4 separate regions of the Mus musculus genome follow, and all the other regions are linked to region 4. The links are chromatin contacts, called in public Hi-C and promoter capture Hi-C maps. All regions are on one chromosome and are shown on one strand. The core of a region is the stretch at or near the end of the contact, and the rest is flanking DNA. Distances in the headings are between cores, read along the strand shown. Region 1 holds the start of Uckl1 (uridine-cytidine kinase 1-like 1). Region 2 holds the start of Lime1 (Lck interacting transmembrane adaptor 1). Region 3 holds the start of Lsm14b (LSM family member 14B). Region 4 holds the start of Slc17a9 (solute carrier family 17, member 9).

Region 1 (3,271 bases), core at 635-3,134, 860 kb after region 4:
ACCCCAGAACTTCATCTTTACCTAAGATACACCAGGCTACCTGGCTACTACACTCCTTAACTTCCATCTTTGAGGTTTTCTTCTTTCAGGGCTCCATTTTAGGCCTCAGGGCTGTCTGAGGTAGGTGGTGCTGGAAGCTGCTGCTCAGTTTTCATTTTCCCCTGGCTATCCCTTAGGTAACAGCGCTGTCATCTATGGCTCAAAGCCACTCACCAGGGAGTTGCTGCAGACCTGTATGTATCCTTATACAGAGAAACAGAGAGAGGCTACTGAGGACCTAAGCCGGTGCCTCATGGATAAGGAAACTCCATGGAAGTTAGAGCTGCCCTGTAATTTGCATCCCCCATATCTTAGAAACCAGAATGAAAGGCCTACAGCAGAGACTGAAGAGAGGAAGGCTCATCACTTGGACCACCAAAGAAAGGTCTCAAGATCCCTCTGCTATGGTTAAATCTAGTCAAGCAACCCATCCCGGTGCTACTGTGGAATTCCTGCAAGAGGCAGAAGGCGGTTCAGAGTCATCAAAGCCATTTTTACAAGGTAGACATAGGACTGGGGGATTAAAGGCTTTCATGGCCTCACTTGCCAACCTGCCTCCCCCCCCCCCCCCCAAGGCTCTGGGTGAGTACCTATTAACTTCTCTCCACTCTCTAATCCCAAATCCATCTCCACTTTGCATATCGACATGAAAGCCAATGGCGGTGCTGGCTAAGGTCAGACAACTCCAAGGAAAAGGCCTCAGGGGCAGGCAGATAGGGAGCCAGGTGCTGGGAAAGGCAATAGGAGAAACCTCAAGCTGGGCTTTAGTCTACCAGCGACTCCCTCCCCTACTGCTGCCAGTGCCTGAGGCACCAGGGCAGTTTGTATCTTCTCAAGGTGTATCCCCAGGAACCTTCGGAGGAGGAATTTGGCCACGGCCTCACAAAGTCTGACTCCTGGTCAGAATGCCTGGAGTGTGTGAACTAGCTGGGATTCACCTCATCCACTGCCAGCACCTCACTTTCTAAAGGCGTCCGGGGTTACAGCTTCTCAGGCGGTGCACTGTGGCATGCAAAGCCGGAAGACATTTGGCCTTCAACTGACTCATACAGACCGGAAGAGGTGTCACGAGCAGTTTCCAAGCATGGTCACTGCCCCCTGGCGGCCACGACCTAGAGTTGCTACAAGTGATGATCAGGCCGAGTGAAGACAAGGACCCTTAAGTCTCCTACTTCCTACAAGGACCCTTATCTCCCCTTCCATTCTCCTGAAAGCCTCGAAAGTCTCAAAGGCCCCCAAACTCTCGGACAGGTGGCAATCACCACCCCATCTTACATTCACAAGCACCACTGGCCGCCAGGTGCAACTTTGCGCTCAATTTCGACGAACTCAGAAGGTCGAACACGCCTACCGCCCAGCTGGGGGCCCAGAGCCAAGTGCGCACCCACTAGGAACAGAGACCCACGCTAAAGATGTCAAACAGGTTTCCATTCTCAGTGCCTCCAAAAGCTGGAGCTTGGGCCAGTTCCGCCTTCCGTCCGCTGGGGCCCTCCAGGTCGTCTGCCACCTCCCTCTCCCTGGCAGGGGGTGGCTGACACATAGCCCAGGAGGCCCCAGGGCGCTGGAGAGCCGCCGAAACCTGTCCAGGATCCACAAGGCTGTAGAGATCAAGCTGCCCATCTATGGAGATGCCGGGAGCCGTCCCGGCTCTAGGAAGAGATGCAAGCCGTGCTCCGACCCCTCCCAAGAGACAAGCGCGGCCCCTGCCTTATTCAGGCCCGCGCCTACCGGTCCTCGCACGCCGTTTCATTCTGCTCGGCCTGGCGGCCAGGCACGTCTGGGGCCACAGCAGACTGCAGGGGCGAAGGGGCGGCGCTCATTGAGGCCGGCGGCGCAGCCATGGCGTCCCGAACCTGGCGGAGGCCGGGGAGGCGCACCGGGAGGCAGGCACGCTGCGGACTACAATCCCCACAAGGCCGTGCGGCAAGCCCCGAGAATGACCTTTGCCTCAACACAAACTCAGCCACACAAAATCCCTGGAAAAAAAAAATCAATAAACATTTATTTGATACAGTGACTTTAATACATAGTTGATGGCCCACCACCGCACCACTCCGGGCCAGGGGATGAGGATGAGGACAGATGACCACAAGGCGGGCAGGACCAAAGCTCACCTCAAAACATCTTGCAAATAAAACACTTTGTAGATAGAATATATATGCATGTATATCTATGGTTACAAGTGATAGCCAGAAATGCACTTGTGTAATGAGAACTGCATTATAACCAAACCAAGGAACCCAAAGTTTAGGAGGCGCTGCAGTCAGGTATGTGGGGTGACCTGGGAAACCAGGTCTCCAGGGCAAGGGACCTGGGTTTCACCCAACAGGGGAACAGCTCTCCCTTCAGAACCACCATAGGGACAGGAAGATCCCAAAGCCTCCAGGAGGCACCATCATCTGCCTGTGCAGGAACATAAAGTGCACCCTGGTTCTGCATGAAATGTCTGCCCTTGGCACTTCTGTTTTTTTAGGGCAGGGCAAGCGCTGAGCCAGAGGTAGATCTGTAGAGACCCTGACTTTTGCATTTTGCCAAGGACCCAGGGTTGGTTTGGCCCTCTAAGTCTATGCCCACCCACCTTCTGTAGCTCTGCCATGATGGTCCCTCTTACTGAGGATCTGTGTAGGCTGGTGGTTACCTTTGGGCCATAGTAGGGAGGTGGGCAGACCGATGAGCCCTGCCACCATGGAAGAGCTTTACAGTCTAGTTTGCCACTACTTACCAGTCACCACAGGCTGGTACCTATCCAACTGCAGCTTTTGACAGCTGCCCCAAAACTGACCTCAAAGACTGAGTTAAAGTGCTAACATCAAGTTACCCAGAACAGTCCCATAGCAAGGCTGTATATGGGCTTTCTGGTTCGTCCTGGAAAACTCAGCCCCCAGCAAACCCAGGTCCTACTTCTCCCTACAAGTGCCAAGTACCTGAGAGGCTAGGGTGGATGGTCACACCCCACAGAGGTGTTGTGAAAAGTGCACTTTGGCCCCCTTCCCTTCCACAGTTGCACACAACCACTCCAAAGCCCCAGCCTACCCTTTGACACTGGATCATACCCACCTCTGTAGCCACCTCTGACCACATCAAAGTGTGTAGGAATTGGAGAGTCCATTCAACACCTACAACACACCAGGCCATGGTTACCTTGCCCAGAGTCAGAGCCTTTCTAAATACATGTGTACAAGGACCTCACCCCAAATCTCCCTGGAGCTGGCCTTCTTGGAAACGCTCCCTG
Region 2 (3,257 bases), core at 535-3,034, 660 kb after region 4:
CAGCATGCTTGGGGAACTTGAGGGGACCTCAAGTCCAGGAGATCAGGCCCTACACAGGAACTAAGTTCTTGGGTAACCTTGGCTGGAGCCCACAACTTGGAATCCTCTGTCTCCTGCAGTGGTGGAACCAAGCACGGTGGACACTGGGACCTGCAGTTCTGCCTTTGCTGGCTGGGAGGTACACACACGGGGCATTGGCTCCAAACTCCTCGTCAAGATGGGCTATGAGTTTGGCAAGGGTGAGTGCCTGCTGCCCTGAGTTGAGAGGGAGTCCTTAACACAGCTCAAGGTCTAGCAGGTAGCACAGCCTCTGTCTTTCTCAGGTTTGGGCCGGCATGCAGAAGGCCGGGTGGAGCCCATCCATGCTGTAGTGTTGCCTAGAGGGAAATCACTGGACCAGTGTGCAGAGATACTGCAGAAGAAGACAAAGCGAGGCCAGGCTGGGTCCAACAGGCCTCCAAAATGCCGGAGGAGTGGTAGTAGACCTGAGGGCCGCCCACCCCCCCGGAATGTGTTTGACTTTTTGAATGAAAAACTGCAAAGCCAGGTTCCTGGGACCCCAGATGCTGGGGTGGATACCCCAGAGAGAAGGAACAAAGACATGTATCACGCCAGCAAGAGCGCCAAGCAGGCTTTGAGCCTGCAGCTCTTCCAGACTGAGGAGAAGATTGAGCGGACCCAACGGGACATCCGGGGCATCCAGGAGGCCCTAACCCGGAACACTGGCCGGTATGTGTGGGATCCAGCTGAGGCAGTATGGGCTCCAGTGGCTATGCCCAGAGGATACCTGCTAAAGGTTACCTGACCTGAGTAGCAGCTGAGTCTGAGGTGGTCTAGATATTAGAGGACAGGCATTGGCTATAGCAGCTGAGGGCTTGGAAGTGGGGAGCCAGGAGGCAATGCTGACCAGCAGGCTCTCCCTAGGCACAATATGACGACAGCCCATCTGCAGGAGAAGCTGGAGGGAGCCCAGCGGCAGCTGGGTCAGCTGCGTGCTCAGGAGGCTGACCTACAGAGGAAACAGCGGAAGGCAGACACTCACAGGAAGATGACAGAGTTCTAGCGGCCCTGCCTGTATTGTGGATAGAGCCCTGGGACCCAGCTCCAAACTGCCTTGGCAGAAAGACAGCTGTCACCCTGATGCCTAAACAGCACCTGGAAGAGGAACCAGCCCCTTCTTAGGATGCCCCTTAATTAGCCTTGTCAGCCTAGAGTGTGAACACTGCTGAGTAGAGGTGGGACATCAGGGCTGATTTTGAACACTTATCTGCCCACCAAGCCCACCTACCAGTGTCTTGGGGTGTCTCCTTAGGACATTAAAGTGATTTCATCACAATTCTCTCAGTGGAGACTCAGCTGGCTTCAGGATTTCTGGGGACACAGGGATCTGTGTAGGTCCTGGGAGTAGACAGGTGGGCAGTGGGAGTACCAAATGAGGCCACTGCCTCTGTCTAGGGTCCAAGAGTCCAAGAGAAAAACATTCTCCCTTTTCCCTTCTCTGACCAAGTGGGTAAGAACCTAAGGTGGCTCTTCAGTCCCAGTACTCACAAGCAGGTAGGGTGTGTGAGATGGAAACACCTTAGGAATACAGTCAGTGAGAAAAGCAGGCAGACCTGGCTTGGGTGGGTTTGGGGTTCATTTCTGGTTTTTGGCTGCCACGATAATCCATCCAGTTCACCTGCTTTGTTCACCTCATTAATGGGTATCTGCCTCATTGGGGTGGAGGGGACTGTGCTGGTCTTTGTGGTAATTGCCTAGTGATAGCATTAGCCATGATGAGGTGTGAGGAGAGCAGAGACTGTGGGAGCAACTGCGCAAGAGCTGTGTGGCTGCTGGGAGGTGCTCTGAGAAACACAGGAAGTGAGGTGAGGCGTCACCAGCAGCCCACAAAGATCTTCCTGGCTGTCCTAGACAGGGCCAAGCAGCAAATCCCCGGTGGCCTCGGTAAGTGCTCCCTCACCCTTTATCCTGGGCCAGCCCCCAAGCCTCTCCATGCTCTGGGGTCTGGGAGGGTTAGTCCCTGCCTGGTTAGGCCATTGATAACTTGGCTGTAGCCAGGTTAGTCAGCTTGGGCCCACTCAGTGAAAGAAGCCTACACTCCAAGCCTGAACAGACAGGCCCTCACCTCAGAAGGCTGTTGTTCACCCCAATTTTACTTACCTTTAACGTCTGGGTGAGACCCTAATCAGCTCTGCAAAGGGTAACTCCAGGGAAGCCCCAGAGCCCCGGGAAGTGTGGAGTAGGGTGGGAGTACGTGGCCCTCATAGCAGCTCCTCCTGTTCATTGACACACACCTCCCCCACCCACCCTTTCTGTAGTGAGTAGTCTAGGAAGATTGCCTGACACAGGGGTCACTCTGTGGGCATTGGTGGCCGGAGGTGAGACCTGTGGTCTGTGGCTCAGAGTCAGAGTGAAGTCAGAGATTCCCCAGGTGATGGGCTTGAGCTCCAGTTATACACCCTTGTTCAGTTGAGGTCATAGCTACCCTGGCCATGCTCCTCTATCTCCATCTCCATTCCTGATAACTAACAGGGATAGGCAGAGCACTTCTTACCAGGAACCCTAGCTAGAGAGGGAAAGGTGGGTCCCCCTAGAGCACGGCAAAAATGCAAGGCTTGGGGGTTTCCGGTGTGCTGAGTCAACCAGGGAGAAGGAACCCACTAGTGGGCAAGATCTGCAAGTAGGCTGCAGCTGTACACTGCTCTCGCAGCCAGCCCCCAGTGCTCATCTCTTCTGTCCCCAGGGCTCTCTTCCCTGTTTCACAGGATGAGGCCACCAGTGCCTTCAGCCCCACTAGCTCTCTGGGTCCTGGGCTGCTTCTCCCTGCTCCTTTGGCTATGGGCACTGTGCACAGCCTGCCACAGGTATGTGCCTGGGATTCTGTCTGCCCTCACCCTGCATGGTTCAGAGCCAGAAGTCACGATAGAGAAGTCCATATGACGGCTCTATATGTGCTTCCACACTGAGCCTGGGCCAGCATCTGACTACCTGTGCACCTTCCTCTGCCTACTAGACTAACAACACTCTTGCCCCCAGGAAGAGAGCTCAGAGGCAGCAAACTGGGCTGCAGGACAGTTTGGTACCAGTGGAAATGGTGAGTGCCAGACTGTCCCAGGGGCCAGGGTGAAGACAGCAGGGAATCAACCAGCCTTCCTTGCTCCCTAGCCACTGCTGAGACAGACCCACCTCTGCTCCCTCAGCAAGTCTGACACCAGACTGCATGAGCTGCACCGAGGCCCACGCTCCAGCATAGGTGA
Region 3 (3,398 bases), core at 721-3,220, 700 kb before region 4:
CCCCTTCCTCCATCTCAAGTTGTAGGACTCAGGAAGAATCAGCCTCTGTTAACTGAGGACACGCCTCCAACCCACGCGCCTCCGACCCACGAAGCCTTGAAAAGTAGGGGCTACATAGAGGGCTCTGCATCCAGGTCACTGAGGTGCTCACAGGTCCTCACCCCTTCCCCCCCCCCCCCCGCCCCTAAACCCTCCATCAAGTACAACCTGAATGACTGTGCACGGCCATGCTGTAGTGACAGCCTGGATGCCCCAGACCAGAAGACCTCTTCCCAACAGGGTTGCCTCAGTTTTCCTGAGTCAAGACCCTGGTGTGGGAAATATGGCTGAGTTATAGTTGATCAAACAGGCTTTTCTGCCTTCTCTGCTGCTCGGTGATGGAGGCGACTCAGTGGGTCTCACAAAGTTGTGTGTGGGGCACGGAGGAGTGGTGTGGAAAAGATGCATGGCGTTTGAGGCCCAGACTAACATCTCAAAGGACTCTTCAGGCTCACCAGCAATTCACCCACATACTATGCTTGTTTCTGCTTCTGTAAACTGGGGGAAGTCGTCCCACTATGGGTGTCTAGTGTGGTGGCTCATTCTCAAAATTTTGGCACATCAGAAGACTGAGGCAGGAGGTTAGAGACCAGTTTGGGCTGCACAGTCAGTTCCCCGCCAACCTGAGCTAAGAGTAAGACAGACCCCTGTCACAACTAAAACTAAAACTAAAAGAAAACAAAAAACAAAAAAACAAAACAAAAAACAGGCTCAGCAAGATGGCTCAGCGGGTAAATGCATTTGCTGCTAAGTGTGACCCCCTGAATACCCATTTCCGGGACCCATATGCTTCCAGGAAGCAGAGAACTCCTAACTGTCCTCTGGCCTCTACACATGTTGTGACATATGCACACACGGACACACATGCACATGCACCGAATAAGAAAATATTAAAATTTAAAATTGTTCACAACTATTCCCAGCATCCTCCGGCAGTGGTGGTAAGTTGATGTCACTACAGTAAGAAGTACGTTTTATGGCTCACATTTAAGAGAAATTGTTTCACAAAACAGTACTTGTTTTCACTATATGGGATGTTCCCTTATCTCCTCTTTCATTCTATTTCACGTTTATAAAATGCCAATCGCCACCAAATTTCTCATAGTAACTAATATTGGGCTCTAATCTGATGGTGGAGACTAACTGTAAATTAGCATGCGCTCATACATACAAAGTTACCCGCTATGCATGATGCGGAGTCAGCAACGCAAGAATGGGAAGCGATTTAGGGGGAAATCTCCCAATTTTATACTGCGGGCTGGGCTTTGGGCCGCAGTCTGAGGACGCGCGCACGCGGGCGGGAGTCACCCAAAACAGTCAGGGCTTATTTTAGGGATATCAGGCTTGGGAGCGCAGGGCTGCCCCGAGCTCCCCCTGCACTTTCTATTTCAGGGTCGCCCCCGCCGTGAGCGCTGCAGAACTGAGCAGCACCCGCCTGCCGGTTCCTTAGCCCCGGGGAGCAAGCGGGACTGAAGACGCACCTGGCCCGGCGCTGTCGGGGTCCAGCTCCAACAAACAAGAAAGGAAGACTGACAACTCCGCCCTATTAACACCTGGGCCAGAAGGGTGCCAGCGGCACGCGCGGAGGGAGGAGCCTGGCGCTCTTCCAGGTCCAGCCCCCGCCCCGCCCCCGAGTTTGCAAACAGTGGCCTCCCGCCTGCCCCGCGCACGCGCGCTTCGCCCCGCCCGCTCAGTCTCAGGCCCCGAAGCGGTGAGCGAGGCCCGCCGGGAACCGGCTGGGAAGACCCGGAGAGGCAGGTCCCCGGCCGGCAGCTTCCAAATGCGCAGGCGCGGCCCCGCCCACCGCCTGCGGCGCGGCCATATTTAAAGGGAGCCGGCAGCGAGGAGCCAATAGGCTGCGAGCGTACGGGGGCGGCGCGCGGTGGCGGGAGGCCCCGGATGTGGCTGCGGCGGCGCTCCTCCCCCGCTCCCTTCAGACTCGGGCTAAGCGCCTCGCTCTGCTCCCTCTCCGGTTCGCTCGTGGCCCGCAGGCCCCTAGGCGCGGCAGGAGGCGCCTCGGAGGCGGCGGCGCGGAGCTGCGCAGGAGTGGGAGGCCAGGCCACCGCGCGGCAGCGGAGCGGGCGGGGCCCGGCGCTGGTCCCCCGCGCCCTGCGCGCCCCGGCCGCCGCCATGAGCGGCTCGTCCGGCACCCCGTATCTGGGCAGCAAGATCAGCCTCATCTCCAAGGCGCAGATCCGCTATGAGGGCATCCTCTACACCATCGACACCGACAACTCCACCGTGGCGCTCGCCAAAGGTAGCGGCCCGCCGCCGCCGCGCGCCCAACTGACGCCCCAACAGCTCGCCGCCCCGCGCCTGCCCGCACAATGGTGTTCCCCGCTTCGGCGGGGGCTGTGGGAGGAGCGGACCAGGATCCTGCCGGTGTCGGGGGGTGGGGCGGCTTTGAAGCCGTGGACCTCCCCACCTGCGAGACGCCCTCGCGGGGCGAGACGCGCGCCGAGGCGGGGGGCCCGGGTCCGGCGCGCTCTCCTTGGAACCCCTTGGTAGCCACCGCCCGTCGAGTCGCGGTGCAGCCTCTCGCCGAGCTAGGGCGTCGGTTGAACTGCGGCTGTCCTGCTCTGAACTCTCCCGACCCTGTCCACTTGAGGGGTTGGTTTGATGAGAGAAGTCCAGAGTCGGTGCGCTAGTCGCGGCAGCGTGAGGGCCCAGAGCTTCTTTGTCTTCTTTCTCCGCGTTAAATGGGGCGCTTGTTTCCTTCGGCTCTCCAGAAGCGTGAGCGCCGCAGCCCGCCCGGGGTTAACGTGTTAGACCCTCGAGGGTGCAGATGGGAGGTTCGAGGCCAATCTGAAGCCAGCATGCTGCAGTCCTGGGCCATTCTCCTAAACCCTAGCCATACCTCCTATTTGAAGCGAGGCGCACAGACCCAGACTGGTGCTGCAGTGAAGGGCTCAGGGTTCCGGCTTTTTGTTCTCTTGAACTCTTCATGCTGCACTTGACGTGAGATCCCCTGTTGGAGAACCAGACCCAGAGTAGGCCCCTGTCCACAATAGGAGTTTGCTACTTAAAGCCTGCCACCAGATTCAGCTCAGCCCAGGAGTCTTGCCAAAGAGAGGTGTGCTAGCCTTCCTAGATCCATCCTGTCGAGGGTCCGTTGGGTCCAGGATTTCCTTATGAACATAGAAACTAATGTTGGGGGTCTGAGTTTGGAGATTTGTTCCCTTTGTTTCTGCAGCAACCATGGCCTGTTCTTTGTACCAGGGCTAGGGAGATTTCGTGCTTGCCTCAGAAAATCTCCTCAGCTGCAGCTTGTGATGAGGGCCTAAGGGTCCATCTGCAAAGTCAGATGTGAGAAAAGAGGTTCTACAAAGAGCTCTGCCCATCAGAGGGCTTTCACAGAT
Region 4 (3,366 bases), core at 510-3,009:
TGCAAATGATGTTCAGTACAGAAATCTCTCTTCTTTTCAGGCAGGGTCTTACTGTGTAGCCCAGTCTGGCCCTAACTGCTACAGACATCCAACACTACAATCTGGGCTCCTCAAGTCTCACTTCTCACAGTTGCTCGTCAGTAACAGTGGAGTAAAATCTAGTTATTCAGTTTGAGCAGTCAAGATGACTATAAGCAAGTGAGTCAGTCAGCACAAGAAAGTGGCCCCCCTGCCAGACGTTGACTCTGTAATGTTTCCATATCAAATTTCCCATCTTGAAGTGCAAGGATGGTTTTGTCAGTTGGGTGTGGGGCAGCTCACAAGTATCAACTAGAAGCCTAGAGAATGTCTACCCCAGCTACTGCCAACAGCTTGTGATGGTCACCTCCCAACCATATGTGATCCTCTTTCAGGCAACTGTGGCTGTGCCCATCCCTTCTGCTTTAGTGACTGGGAGCCTGGGGAGGAATGCCCCCCCCAAACCCCTGACCTCAGCCTTCTCAACTCTGGCAGTGTAGCACCTCTCCACCTGCTGTGAGTCTCTGGCCTGAGATGTATACCCAACACCTTGTGTGGTATGCTCCTGCTGACCTCAAGTGTCTTGCAGGTTCCTCCACCCAGCCTACTTAAGGTCACATCCCTTCTCTACGTTTGTCCACCTGCTCCCAGAAACGCTGAAGGTTTCCTGCTGTGTGATTCTGGATCTTTCCTAGTTTCTGAAGAGCTGCACATTATAGTGATTGTCAGTACCATATACTTAAGGGCAGTCCCTGGGTCACTAGGGAAGCAAGCCTTTCTCTGCCGTCATCTTTGTGTCCTACAGGATAGCTGATGTGGATGGAAGACTGACCTGGCTTTTAGGTCCAGATTGTTTTTTTTCCAGAACTGGGGATTGAGTTCAGAACCTTGCACACGTTGAACACACGCTTAACAACTGAGCTATACCCTAGCTTCAGGTTCTAATATTTTAGTACAAGTGTGTATGACCATAAATAAAGACCTGTTGTCTGCTGGGCAGTTGAAGGCTCAGAGGGCATTCTCTGGAGGGTGGAAACTGTTGAGATTCTAAGTGCAGTGTGAAGCCTTTAGTGGGTGTGTCCCAGTTGGCCTGCAGCTGTGTGGGGGAGGCATTTGTTTAGAATAATTGGGAATACAGGAGGAATGAGGCAGGCAGTACCTCAAGGAGCCTCAGAAGCCTTCCATGAAGTGTGGCTGAGATCCAACTAGAGCCTAGTCTGTGGTCAGTGCTCAGAACACTTTTGCCCAGGATTTCAACATCAGTGACCACCTTCGCTGCCCTTTGCACCTGTGTTACAGTTCTCTTACCAACCCAGTTCTCCAAGAGATCCATTTTAAAAAATTGACTGCCTTAAAGTTATCTTTACATATTTACTAGACTAGAACACAACCCTGTGAGCACTCTGTCACTCCCCTCCACCCACCCACGGAGCGGGGGAGGGGGTAGAACCAACGGAGACTCATACACACTGCTCACCTGCTCACTTTCCTGACAAGAAAGTTATTTCTGGCGGGTCTCGGGCCACAAAACCCCCAGGGATTTCTCTTCCCCAGCAGGAAGTCCCAGTGGTAAGCCTCTAGTTGCTCGAAGGTCCCTGGCCCTGCCTCCCGGGACATCAGTGGGGCGGGGACTCAATTCCGGGGGCAACACGTCCTGGGAGAGTTAGACGGAAGCACTGGGACTGACACGTGGACTTGGGCGGTGCTGCCCTGTGGGTTGTCCTAGGTCTGAGGTGGGAGGGCACGGTACACAGCGGTGCCCATGCCATCCCAGCGCTCTAGCCTGATGCAGCCAATCCCAGAGGAGACCCGCAAGACCCCTTCTGCGGCAGCAGAGGATACACGGTGGTCCAGGTGAATTGGGGTGTGGCTGAAGTCGGGGCAAGGAGGACTTTTACGTTTAGAAAGGGAGCTGAGGTGCTACTTCATAGGACCTGAGTTCAGGGAACACCAGACTCTAGCGGCTGTCTACCAGCCATTCTGCAGCCTGCCACCTTCACTCTCCCTGGGACTCCCATGCCCCTCGCTGAGCAGCCCTAGCCCCCAAGTAGAGGGAGGACCCAGTAAAGAGACACCCCACTCCCATCTCCAATCAAATGCCAAAATCAGGCAAATGGCTCCATTGCCCTTTTCCCTGACAGTAATTCTGTGGTCTGGGAGGCAGGGTAGTGTCTGTAAGGCTTGGTGGGAGCACTGGGCTGGACAGATGCTCACAGCATAGGGATCTATGCAGCAGCTCTTAAGTCATAGAGGCAGGTCCTGACTTCACGAGTCTTCTAAACTAGGGAGGAAAACAGCCGTTACCCATCTTCATTCATATTCCGTTCCCGCTGTTTCCAGCACTCTCCAGGCAAACATCCCCACAGAAACCAGGGGCAAAGGTGGCATCTGGCTATGGGACCACTGTGAGGGTTCAAATGGGGGCCTAAAAGAGCTCACACCCTGCTCTGGTTCCTGCAGTCCTCACGTGGAGGTGCTAGACTCAGGATCAAGCCTTGGTACCTCCCAGTCACCTGGGGCAAGAGCCCTGGATCTACTGGCAGGAAGTGTAAAGAGGACCTTAAGATAGTACCATCACTGAACCTAGACCAGATGAGGGCACAGCAGGTCACAGGGAGGCACAGAACCAGATCATAGCGCCCCCCCCCCCGCCACCCTCCCCCACCGCCAGTGACAGTTACAGTAGTGTCAGACTCTGCTAGAGGAGGCACACTATGTGCCTGCCCTCACTAGCTCTCCTTCCCTCTCTGGCTTAACACCTCCCTCCCTACCCCATGTTTATCCCAAGGCCTATGCTTCACCTGGCCCCTGGAGGCACCACCCAGGGCTTTCTTAGAACTATGAAATGTTCTGCCAATTTTGCTGTAGGTTACAATTTAATGGCTCTGCCTGTCCCCCCCTCCCCAACCTGTCACCCCACCCTCACTCCCATCTTTACACTTTCTCCTGTGTAGTGCCTCCAGTTGCCTTTGTCAGAAATGGTAGCTGAGAATTCTGGGGAATTTTGCAGGGTCAAGGCCATTCTCAACCCATACTGGAGTAATAGTAACAGCAATAAGTGTTACTAGAAACAGGACCCTGAGTTCAGGGAACACCAGACTTTAGGGGCCCACCACTCACCACCACGTGTTGGGGAGGCAGTGTTCTCCTCAACAAATCTCAGAATGTGGGGTGGTTGGTGGAGGCTGAGTTAAGTAGCCAGCACATTTCCCTTCTGAACGAAGGGCCACGTGATCACCTATTTGCTCAGCCCCGGATACTCTGCGCAGCCATCTAACAGGAAGCCAGAGCTGCACAAGTCTGTGAGGAAGTGTGATTGCTGAGACCTCCAGCCTGAGCTCTGGCTCT

Evidence for each region. Hi-C and Micro-C count contacts between places; a contact is called where the count stands out from the background. Capture Hi-C pulls out chosen DNA fragments and counts their contacts.
Region 1: a Hi-C map of B cells shows a contact between it and region 4, with 5 read pairs. The contact joins the promoter of Uckl1 here to the promoter of Slc17a9 in region 4. A contact is called at or near these places in 1 of 39 promoter capture datasets (neural stem cells), 1 of 484 Hi-C or Micro-C datasets (B cells), 2 of 115 datasets of contacts at active chromatin or transcription factors (double positive thymocytes and pancreatic cancer cells) and 2 of 9 other capture datasets (adipose tissue and pancreatic islet).
Region 2: a contact with region 4 is called in a Hi-C map of CD4 T cells, with 5 times the contacts expected there. The contact joins the promoter of Lime1 here to the promoter of Slc17a9 in region 4. A contact is called at or near these places in 1 of 39 promoter capture datasets (neutrophils) and 1 of 484 Hi-C or Micro-C datasets (CD4 T cells).
Region 3: a contact with region 4 is called in a promoter capture Hi-C map of liver. The contact joins the promoter of Lsm14b here to the promoter of Slc17a9 in region 4. A contact is called at or near these places in 2 of 39 promoter capture datasets (cranial neural crest and pre-B cells), 1 of 484 Hi-C or Micro-C datasets (embryonic stem cells) and 2 of 9 other capture datasets (adipose tissue and liver).

The regions. Positions count from the first base shown.
Region 1 is chr2:181,580,089-181,583,359 of GRCm38.p6, forward strand. It overlaps Uckl1 (uridine-cytidine kinase 1-like 1), which reads right to left and starts at 1,885. Exons shown (of 15, transcript NM_026765.3): 1 at 1,768-1,885. The coding sequence starts at 1,880. It overlaps Zfp512b (zinc finger protein 512B), which reads right to left. Exons shown (of 17, transcript NM_001164597.1): 17 at 2,015-3,271. Uckl1os (uridine-cytidine kinase 1-like 1, opposite strand) reads left to right here. Exons shown (of 3, transcript NR_027289.1): 2 at 355-540.
Region 2 is chr2:181,379,451-181,382,707 of GRCm38.p6, forward strand. It overlaps Lime1 (Lck interacting transmembrane adaptor 1), which reads left to right and starts at 1,785. Exons shown (of 5, transcript NM_023684.2): 1 at 1,785-2,864; 2 at 3,037-3,094; 3 at 3,166-3,253. The coding sequence starts at 2,767. It overlaps Zgpat (zinc finger, CCCH-type with G patch domain), which reads left to right. Exons shown (of 6, transcript NM_001048148.1): 4 at 120-239; 5 at 324-729; 6 at 925-1,343. The coding sequence ends at 1,063. It also overlaps a transcript of Zbtb46 not described here.
Region 3 is chr2:180,023,017-180,026,414 of GRCm38.p6, forward strand. It overlaps Lsm14b (LSM family member 14B), which reads left to right and starts at 1,971. Exons shown (of 10, transcript NM_001372364.1): 1 at 1,971-2,296. The coding sequence starts at 2,170.
Region 4 is chr2:180,723,580-180,726,945 of GRCm38.p6, forward strand. Slc17a9 (solute carrier family 17, member 9) reads left to right here and starts at 1,760. Exons shown (of 13, transcript NM_183161.3): 1 at 1,760-1,872. The coding sequence starts at 1,781. It overlaps Gm30455 (a long non-coding RNA gene), which reads right to left. Exons shown (of 2, transcript XR_003953988.1): 1 at 3,139-3,366; 2 at 1-2,299.